3 separate regions of the Mus musculus genome follow, and all the other regions are linked to region 2. Evidence: chromatin contacts called from public Hi-C and promoter capture Hi-C data. All regions are on one chromosome and are shown on one strand. The core of a region is the stretch at or near the end of the contact, and the rest is flanking DNA. Distances in the headings are between cores, read along the strand shown. Region 1 overlaps Pten (phosphatase and tensin homolog). Region 2 holds the start of Atad1 (ATPase family, AAA domain containing 1). Region 3 overlaps Pten (phosphatase and tensin homolog).

Region 1 (3,069 bases), core at 187-2,686, 110 kb after region 2:
ACATTAACTGCCATATTTGAGCATACTGAATTTTAAATTTAAAATAAAGCTGCATATTTTTAAATGAAATGTTTAACAAGGATTCATATTTTTTGTTTTTTAAGATTAAAAATAATTTATGTCTTCTCATGTGGAACCTCATCTGTCACAATGGTTAGATTATACAGAATGGAGCAAGGCTTGTAGTGGTTTAGCTTACAGTAAAATTCTTAATGTTTAGATGTGTTTACTTACTGGCTGTTATGTATACTTTTGAGATTTTCCACCTGTTCTGTGTAGTTTTCTAAATGATACTCCTACTTAAAAACAGCATTTTAGTATCTATTTTCTGTCTCCATTAAATGGTCCTCATTTTCTATTGAGTTTGGAAGTGTGCACATTGTGTGTGTGTGTGTGTGTGTGTGTGTGCACACGTGTGCGCGCCCGTGCGTGTGTCTATTTGTGGAGTTTGTATGGGAGAATTAGTTTTGAAAGTGCTAGAATAGAGATGAAATTTGGTTCAAGTAAAATTTTCCCACTGGGATTTTACAGTTTATTGTAATAAAATGTTAATTTTGGATGACCTTGAATATTAATGAATTTGTTAGCCTCTTGATGTGTGCATTAATGAGATATATCAAAGTTGTATATTAAACCAAAGTTGGAGTTGTGGAAGTGTTTTTATGAAGTTCCGTTTGGCTACCAATGGACATAAGACTAGAAATACCTTCCTGTGGAGAATATTTTTCCTTTAAACAATTAAAAAGGTTCATTATTTTTGATGATTTGCTTCTTAGCTTTTTATTCATCCGAGAATCAATCCCTGCTATGTGTAACAGGTATTTGGACTATATTACTTAGTGAAAGAGGAACATCCTGATCTTACTGTTGAAAAGTTTATACTTCACCAGAGTAAACTACGTAAAAGCTGTGGGGTGTGCTAGGAAGTATGAGACCTCATGGCTCCCTTGCATGTCCATCCTCAGAGTTTAGATTCTGTTTACTAGAGCATTACTAGAGTGAAATAGCCATGAAAGTGCAGAGAAACTTCCAAGTAAAGGCAGTGAGAGATCCCTGTACCCTCCTGTCTTTTTCCTTCCCTAGTGCAGTGTCCTGAAGTGTGTCCTAGTGTGTGTCATGGCTCTGCCAGCCCAGGTCTTGAGGTAACACCTGCAGTGGAGCTCCTGAGGGTCTTCCTCTACCCCCTTTCAACACAAGCAAGAAACAATAATATTTTGGGTTGCTATTCTAACCAATATGCTTTGAAAAACTTAGCTTTCTTGAGCAGCAAAGGGAATTAATAATAAAACCCAACATATTTAGATTAGTTTGTCCAATTAACAGGATGCAAGATGTCCAAATGTTTTTTTTTTTGATGAGTAGTTATTGCGGTACGTCAGGCATTGTGAACGCTCGGCATGCACTTGGGTGAACAGCAGTTTCCTGTCTGTGAAGTTTGCATTCTAGCAAGAAAAATAGAGCAAAGATAAATGTGTCAGCTCACCTCAAGCAGAGTGACTTCAGTGTTGGATAGGTTATTTGAGAGTGGCTTCAGCAGGTGTGGGGGGTTTCAGTAGACTGGTGCAATTTGTACCCAGAAACTTCCACAAAACTTTACTCAGACTTGGAGTTTGAAAATGTTTAGTATATCTAAGGAGAATTTATAGTAACCTCATCTTAAGTAGCCATGACCATTCTGTTGTCTAAATTGGTTTGGTAAAGCCTGTTTAAACAATTGGTTCCTCTTTATTCTCAGAGTTAACTTTTTAGTGTTCTCTGTGTATGTTTCAAAAACACTAAGTCATTTTTCAGAAGTTAAAGGCTCTATTTTGACCTTAAATAGTTTTGTAATGTTGAAGAGTCATGCCATTTATGATTTGTTGTTGGACAGTGAGTTATAAATGTTGAGTTACTCAGGATATGGGTGTGATTTATGACCTGGTGCTCTATGTATTAGTTCCTAACCCATAACCAAACATCCTGAAAAATACCATTATCTAAGTATCAGAAGCAGCATTTCCACACAAAGATAAAAATCCCCACCTCTCCTGCTTCATCTCAAAGATTGAAGTCAAAGTGTTTAATAATCTGCTACAATGGACACTTGAAACATTTTATTCATTACATCATTAACATTTTAGTAGTGGCAGGGTCCACTCCTCAGATCAGGCCCAGGACTAAGGGGTGAGGTCTTTTATTTATTTGTTTATTTCTGTGTATACACGTTCACATGTGTGGGAGCATGTATGGCACGTGTATGTATATGTGGGTGGAGTCAGAGCTTAATGTTAGTTGCCTTCCTCCATGGCTATTGAGGAAGCCATCTCTTCCTAAAATCTTCCTAAATCTCTTCCTAAACTTGGTGCTTGGTGATTCATCTGCAATTACAGTTGGATGTACAGCCCAGCATGTAGTGTTGGGATCATAACACTAGTCCTCATAGTTGCAAAGCAAGTACTTTGCTCAGTGAGCCATCTCCCCAGTCCCTAGGGAGGAAATCTTGAAAGAAAATGTTGACTTTTTTTTTTTAATTCTTGATTTTAAAATAGGTTTAAAAGAATTTGATAGTCATCTATAGATAGACCATGAATCTGAGCAAGGAGAGGTATATAGGAAGATTTGGAAGGGAGGAAGGCAAGGGGAGAAATTATGTAATTAAATTACATTATCGGGCTGGTGAGATGGCTCAGAGGTTAAGAGCACCGACTGCTCTTCGGAAGGTCCTGAGTTCAAATCCCAGCAACCACATGGTGGCTCACAACCATCCGTAATGAGATATGATGCCCTCTTCTGGTGTGTCTGAAGACAGCTACAGTACTTACATATAACAATAAATAAATTAAAAAATTACATTGTCTCAAAAAATAAGAAAATAACTAAAAATTTTAATTTTACTTAATGTTTTCCTGTGAATATTATTGATAAGAAACCTTTTTGTGTGGCTGCCTTTAACAGAGGAGCCACAAGCTATATTCTTGTTACTTATTACGTTTGTGTGTTTTTGTATATGCAAATGTTTGCCATGATACTCCATGTAGGTTAAGAGGACAACTTGTCAGGAGTCTTTTTTCTCCTTCCACTATGTAGGTC
Region 2 (3,038 bases), core at 267-2,766:
GGTTAAGAACACTAACTCCTCTTCCAGAGGTCCTGAGTTCAAATCTGAGCATCCACAAGGTGGCTCACAATCATCTGTAATTAGACCTGATGTCCTCTTCTGGTGTGTCTAAAGATAGCTACAGTGTACTTAAATATAATAAATCTTTAAAAAAAAAAAACACCACCAACAGACAAATCTCTTGCTTACATATCTTCCCATTCCAATATTAACATTGACTCTAGGCAGATTTAAGACTACTCTGGGTCTAGGCAGAGGTTGATGGTGGTAGCAGCAGCTAAATTTGAGTGAAGAGGTAGCCCACAGAATGGGAGGATATCTTTGTCAACTGACTGACTGAGGATTAATATCCAGAATATATAAAGAACTCCAAAAACTGTGGCTGACACCTTTAATCTTGGCACCTGGGACGTAGAGGCAAGCAGATCTCCAAATTGGAGACCAGCCTGGTCTTCAGAGTTCCAGGACAGCCAGGGCTACGCAGAGAAGACTTATCTCAAAAAACAAAAAAACAAAACCAAAAACAAAACAAAAAAAAAAAAGACCACTGCTCATCATATCCAAAAGTGACTTCGAAATCCTGAAATGAAACGGAAACGTTCTGCTGTGTGGACAGTGAATGGAAATATTTTATACAGTCTCCACAGATGAGGTACATACCCATCTATCATTCATAAAGCACTGATATATCTGCAAATTGGCTGCAAATGTGGAGAATGTATTTCAATTTTGCATAGACGCTAATTTTAACAAAATATACACATTGCTGTATATCACTAAGAAACACCACTAGACCGGTGTTAATTCAGAATTATCTTTAAACGCATATCATTTTAAATCTTTTCCTGTTTAGCTCTGGTTTCAGTGTGGATACCCTATCTCTGAGCAACTACTAACGTTTTTACTGCAGTATTCCCTAAGTCACTGCAGTGTGCTCCAAATGGTCTCTCAACTCAAAGTCCCAGCAATTCTGTGCCTATCAAGGCCCTACAGTCGCAGACTGTGACAATGAATTCCTGCCAGGCTTCGCGGAGAGGGCAGGTCATTATTAACATCAGCATGTTCTGGGAAAGCATGGCCAGCACTGAAGAAACACCTCCGCCTTTGCACAAAGAGGGAGGAGGAGAGGGGCCGGCACGAGCGGACCGGCTCCTTCCAGCCGCCTTCTTACAAGCCTAGCCCTGAGGTCGCCCTGAGCGCCCCCGATCCTCCAATGACCAGGCCGCCTACAAGAGATGTCCTTGCGGGCAGCCGGAGTCTCCCGCCAGCGCTGAGACCTGAGGGCTCGCGCCCGGCCGGGCGCCAAGGCGAGGCCCCGGACGCCCTTGGAGGTTAATCCGCTGGATCCGGGGCGGCGCTCAAGTGTGACCGACGCGGAGGCAGGTGACTACCGGGCTGGTCTCCCCAGGTGAGCGCCAGGCCCTGGGGGACCGGGAGGGATGGGGGACGCACCTGGCCCGGCCCCGCGGGAACCCGCTACTCACCCAGAGGCAGGACCAGAGACGATGGGAGAGCCGTAGCCCGGCCTCGCACAGGAAAGAAACGCGGCCGGGGAGAGAACGCTTCCGGGGGCTGGAGCCCCGCCCCCCACCGCACGGAGCATGCGCGATCCCTGCCGAGCCGGTGGCGTGCCAGCCAAGGCATGGCGACGCAGTGCGGGGCGAGCTACTTTCCCCAACCTACACCTTAGTACCCGCTGGGCCGATAACATTCAGAAAGGTAGATAGGATGAACAGGGTGCTCCCCAAAGGGCTCTGAGTTCAACTTGAGAGACTCAGAAACTGAATTGGGAAAGACGCTTGACACATGAAATCCCTTGCTACTCTGGAGCTGTACGCAACCCTGACAGAGGAGCCTTTTACAGAAGGCAAAGAAATGCTTCCCTGGTTTGATAAACTTCCACCACCACCACCACCCCCCATCCCCGCAGCAAGTCCTCATGATGCTGCTCAGACGCGCATGGCCTCACCATCTGCCTTTCGGTTTCTAGGGTGAGCTCACCCTCCTCCCCCATCTCTGTACTGATGACACCTGGAGGCGGCGCCTGAGAATCCACTGAACGCTTGAGCAGCCAGGCAGACCAGGGAGGTCTGGCAGTTGGGTCAGAATAGGGCATCTGGTGACAGGTTTTGCATATTGATGACTTTTTTTTTTAACCCCTTCCTCTTGCGAAGTGAGGGACGTGACACCAAGATTCCAAGGAACCGTATCTGAAAGCCAGCCCCTTCTGAATGTATATACACTACTAAGGAACAAGAATAAGTAGACACACTGCCCATAAACAAAAGGAGCATCATCACTTCAAATAAAGGCAGTGGGACTATGAAGGAATAAGACAGACTTCTTAAGACCTTTTTATATTCCTGGAGGAGGCAGTTTGTTTCGCTCTGTTTTCAGGATTATCTTTTAAGGCTAAAGAATTCTACAGCCAAGCTGGGATTGGTGTCACATGCCTGTTTTCCTAGCATTTGGGGTGGCTATGCAAGGAGGATTGCTTTATACCCTGGACCACATAAGTAACACACTGCTTCCTCCCTCTGCTGACAGTTATATTAGTAAATGATGTTGTTAATAGCTGTGGAGAGACACAGCCCAGAAGTGCTGCCAGAGCCTGGAAAGTTCCTTGTTAAAGGACTTTACTGGAGTTCGATAGAAGAACACAATAGATGGAATGAATCAATATTAAAAAGAGTTTGGTTTTTTTGTTTTAATTTTAGACTGGTTTACCCAGCACAGTCTTGAATGGTCCAACAATGGCTGTCCTGGTAGCTTCGCAGTGCTGGAGGTAACATGCCTCAGCAGTCCAACAAGACCACAAGGCTTTAAGGATTCCTGGAGAGCCACGACTAGTCTTTAGTCTGTGGAAGAACCTGGATTCTGATCTCAGTGGATGAGGCCAGAGGCAGCAACATCAACAATGGCAGAAACACTAGGTAACTCACCAGCACGTGACAAAGCAAGCAAACTGAATACAAATCCCTGGGATTCCCTTATGTGTAGGCCAATATCTGGGCTGCCCAAGTTTAGAATGAGCCTAT
Region 3 (2,700 bases), core at 157-2,656, 82 kb after region 2:
TTTTACAGACTTGGCACCTCGCCCATCCTTGAGCCCATAATCATGTGATAATTTGAAATGTAATCCACAGCGGAGCTGCTGTTAGTATTAACGATGGCTTCTAAGGAGACAGACTCCAGGGTGGATGGACAGACTTTTGTTTCCTCTGTGCTTGTTGATCAATATACTGAAACAGCTATTTGAATATTTTCTGTGTATAACCTAGTAAGTTATGCAGCATTGTTTAGTTATCTAGTATAGGATTTGAGGGATTGCTCATTAAAACTTATTGGCCTATCTTTAAACCTTCACTTTCTTTTGACTTTTGGAGTAGTGACATGAAAACAGGAAAGGAAGACAAATCATTAAACACCCTTTGTCTTTCAAAACCATTTTTATTTTCCCCAAATACTGAGCATTTTTAAAAATTTAAAAGATAAATTACCATGTTTCTATTATGTCCTTTAATTTTCTATGTCTATGATTTATATAACAGGAGAATGTTATGCAATGGTAGAATACCAATTAGTAATTAACCATTTTCTGTAGACTTTATCAAATATAACTACAAGTGTTTTCTGTTCTGCTTCGAGTGGCTATTTGAATTGCTACCCAGAAGGATGGAGAATTTTCTATGTCTTGTTATAGTGCTAGATGTTACTTTTATTTTTTCAGTCTTTAATGATATTTCTGTTTTGATAAGACTTCAAAGTATTCATGTGCAATAGTTACCAATATTATTTCTCTTCGCTTTTGCTGACTTCAGATCAGAAAGGTGCAGCCATGGTGAAACATGCAGATAGAGTGCTCATATGGCTAGTTCCAGCCCTCTAGTAGCCTATAGCTTGATGTGAAAGTAGGAGGGAGCAGGAGAGAAGTGTGGACAAAGTAACTGGCCCCACAGGAGGCCTCTGTAAAAGACCAGATGTGTGGGCTGTGATTAACTTCTGATACCTTCTTTCTTCTATCCCTGCTTGTTATATACTTGTAAGACTAAGAGGAGTTTCTGTTTTATTTCTTTTAATTTTAAGATTATTTCTTTGCAAACATAAATTTAAAGATCTTGAAATATTTCCATGGCTTTTCTACTAATGAAAATCAATAGGAGTTATCTATTAGACCTGGGAGGATGAGCCAAGGCAAGTCAGAAGATTGATAGTATAATGGTATTTGAAATATGGCAGATAACTCATTTTGGGCAGGTGGTGGTGTATGCTGGCTTAGGTGGGGTTGTGCTAATAAAAGGTGGATAGGAGAACCACAAGACTGTTTCTGAACAGCTGCATTCAGAAGGTGACTGAAAAAGGACAAGAACTGTTGAAAGCTGGAATTGATGAAATGAATCATTTCAGACTCACACTGTCAGGTTTGGGGATTTAGAGAGGTCCCAATAGGGAAGTAGAAAGACATTAGAAGACACATTTCTGCCTGAGCTGAAATCTTATGCCTGTTTAACATATCTAAAGCACAGGGAGGAAATTCTTTTCATTCCTGCCTATAGTGACTTCCTGCCCCTAGAATTTAGGGATTAGGTTTATGCTGTCTCCTTTGTTGTATTTCAGTATAGTTAGAGGTGGCATTGGGTGGACCTAGGAACTTGATTTGAGTTTCCAAGCATTTGATTCCCAATTTAATGAACCATCTCTTTATTAGTTGAGAGCAGCCTTTAGTGCATATGAACTTATTCCCTTGTCATTTGGAACTGAGGCTTTCAGAATGGCAAAGGATCTGAAGGGTCCTTTTAGCAGTGCCTTCTTATCTTATAGACAGGGCATTAGGCCTAGGAAGTTAAATGAGGTAGCCAAAGACAGGTAGGTGCATAATAACAGACTACCCACTGTTTGCACCAGAATCCCTTTTGTTTGCTGGTTAGCTCTTCGTTTTATTTACTTCAAAAGTTTTTAAACATATACAAAATTGAGTGTTTTAATTTGAGTACCCCCTCTCCCCTGCCTACTGTGTATCTGATTTTAGGCAAGTGAGACTAGCCACAACAGATGTTTTTGTTTTATTTCTTTTTGTCTTAGGATAGGAATTACAGGTAGTATGTATTTTTTTTTTCTTGGAAATGTAGATGTTTGAAGGTCCTAAAGTATTTTTCACTGGACATCTGTATAGTTAGTAGTTTGTGAGACCTTTTATAGCAGCAGTGTTGCACATGAATGAAGAACTATCAGCCTAAGCTTTCTGATAATCTAGCTTATCTATTATTATTAATCAGTTATTTTGAAAAAGGGCAACATTAATTAATCAGTTTTATATGAGTGTTTTTAAAATTTCTTTGTTGCTCCCTGTTCAGAGAATACAAGATTTTAAGTTTTTATTATATTTTAGTGAATATTTGCTGTACTTGGCAAACATTTAACTGTGTTATTTTTCTGTTAAGATTTCCTTTGTAAAACACTGTAGAGTGAAGAAGAGAGCTCCCTACCATGTAGTTCTATGGCAAGGCCTAGTTGTCTGCAAGTTTGCCTTTCTGGTTTCACTCCTCCTCTTAATTTCTGTTGCCACCTTGGGAAACCTCATTTTCCTTGTTTTTTTTTTTTTTCATTTCTCTTTTCATATAAGCCAATTTAAGATAAGGACAAAAATATCGTTTGAGTTTTAATTACAAAGAAAAATTTAAATCCAAATTGTTATTTGCTATCTTCTATTTTAGTATGTGGAGTGACTTACTGCTAATATGCCATAAGAAATTTAAAAGAAACTCCGCTGTGAATT

Evidence for each region. Promoter capture Hi-C pulls out the DNA fragments that hold promoters and counts their contacts. A called contact is a pair of places that touch in the nucleus more often than the background predicts.
Region 1: a Hi-C map of double positive thymocytes shows a contact between it and region 2, with 4 times the contacts expected there. A contact is called at or near these places in 4 of 39 promoter capture datasets (liver, pre-B cells and stem cell-derived epiblast-like cells), 21 of 484 Hi-C or Micro-C datasets (B cells, centroblasts, double positive thymocytes and 5 more), 6 of 130 datasets of targeted methods (the SCID.adh cell line, bone marrow-derived macrophages, embryonic stem cells and 1 more) and 2 of 9 other capture datasets (embryonic stem cells and pancreatic islet).
Region 3: a contact with region 2 is called in a promoter capture Hi-C map of stem cell-derived epiblast-like cells, with 2.9 times the contacts expected there. A contact is called at or near these places in 10 of 39 promoter capture datasets (HPC-7-derived erythroid cells, cranial neural crest, embryonic stem cells and 5 more), 3 of 484 Hi-C or Micro-C datasets (the AML12 cell line, embryonic stem cells and rod photoreceptor), 6 of 130 datasets of targeted methods (bone marrow-derived macrophages, embryonic stem cells, extraembryonic endoderm stem cells and 1 more) and 2 of 9 other capture datasets (adipose tissue and liver).

Annotation. Positions count from the first base shown.
Region 1 is chr19:32,825,400-32,828,468 of GRCm38.p6, forward strand. It overlaps Pten (phosphatase and tensin homolog), which reads left to right. Exons shown (of 9, transcript NM_008960.2): 9 at 1-761. Among named protein-coding and RNA genes, the nearest start is that of Pten, 69 kb to the left of the region's middle.
Region 2 is chr19:32,710,782-32,713,819 of GRCm38.p6, forward strand. Atad1 (ATPase family, AAA domain containing 1) reads right to left here and starts at 1,517. Exons shown (of 10, transcript NM_026487.3): 1 at 1,485-1,517.
Region 3 is chr19:32,792,800-32,795,499 of GRCm38.p6, forward strand. All of the region lies in intron 3 of Pten (phosphatase and tensin homolog), which reads left to right. Among named protein-coding and RNA genes, the nearest start is that of Pten, 37 kb to the left of the region's middle.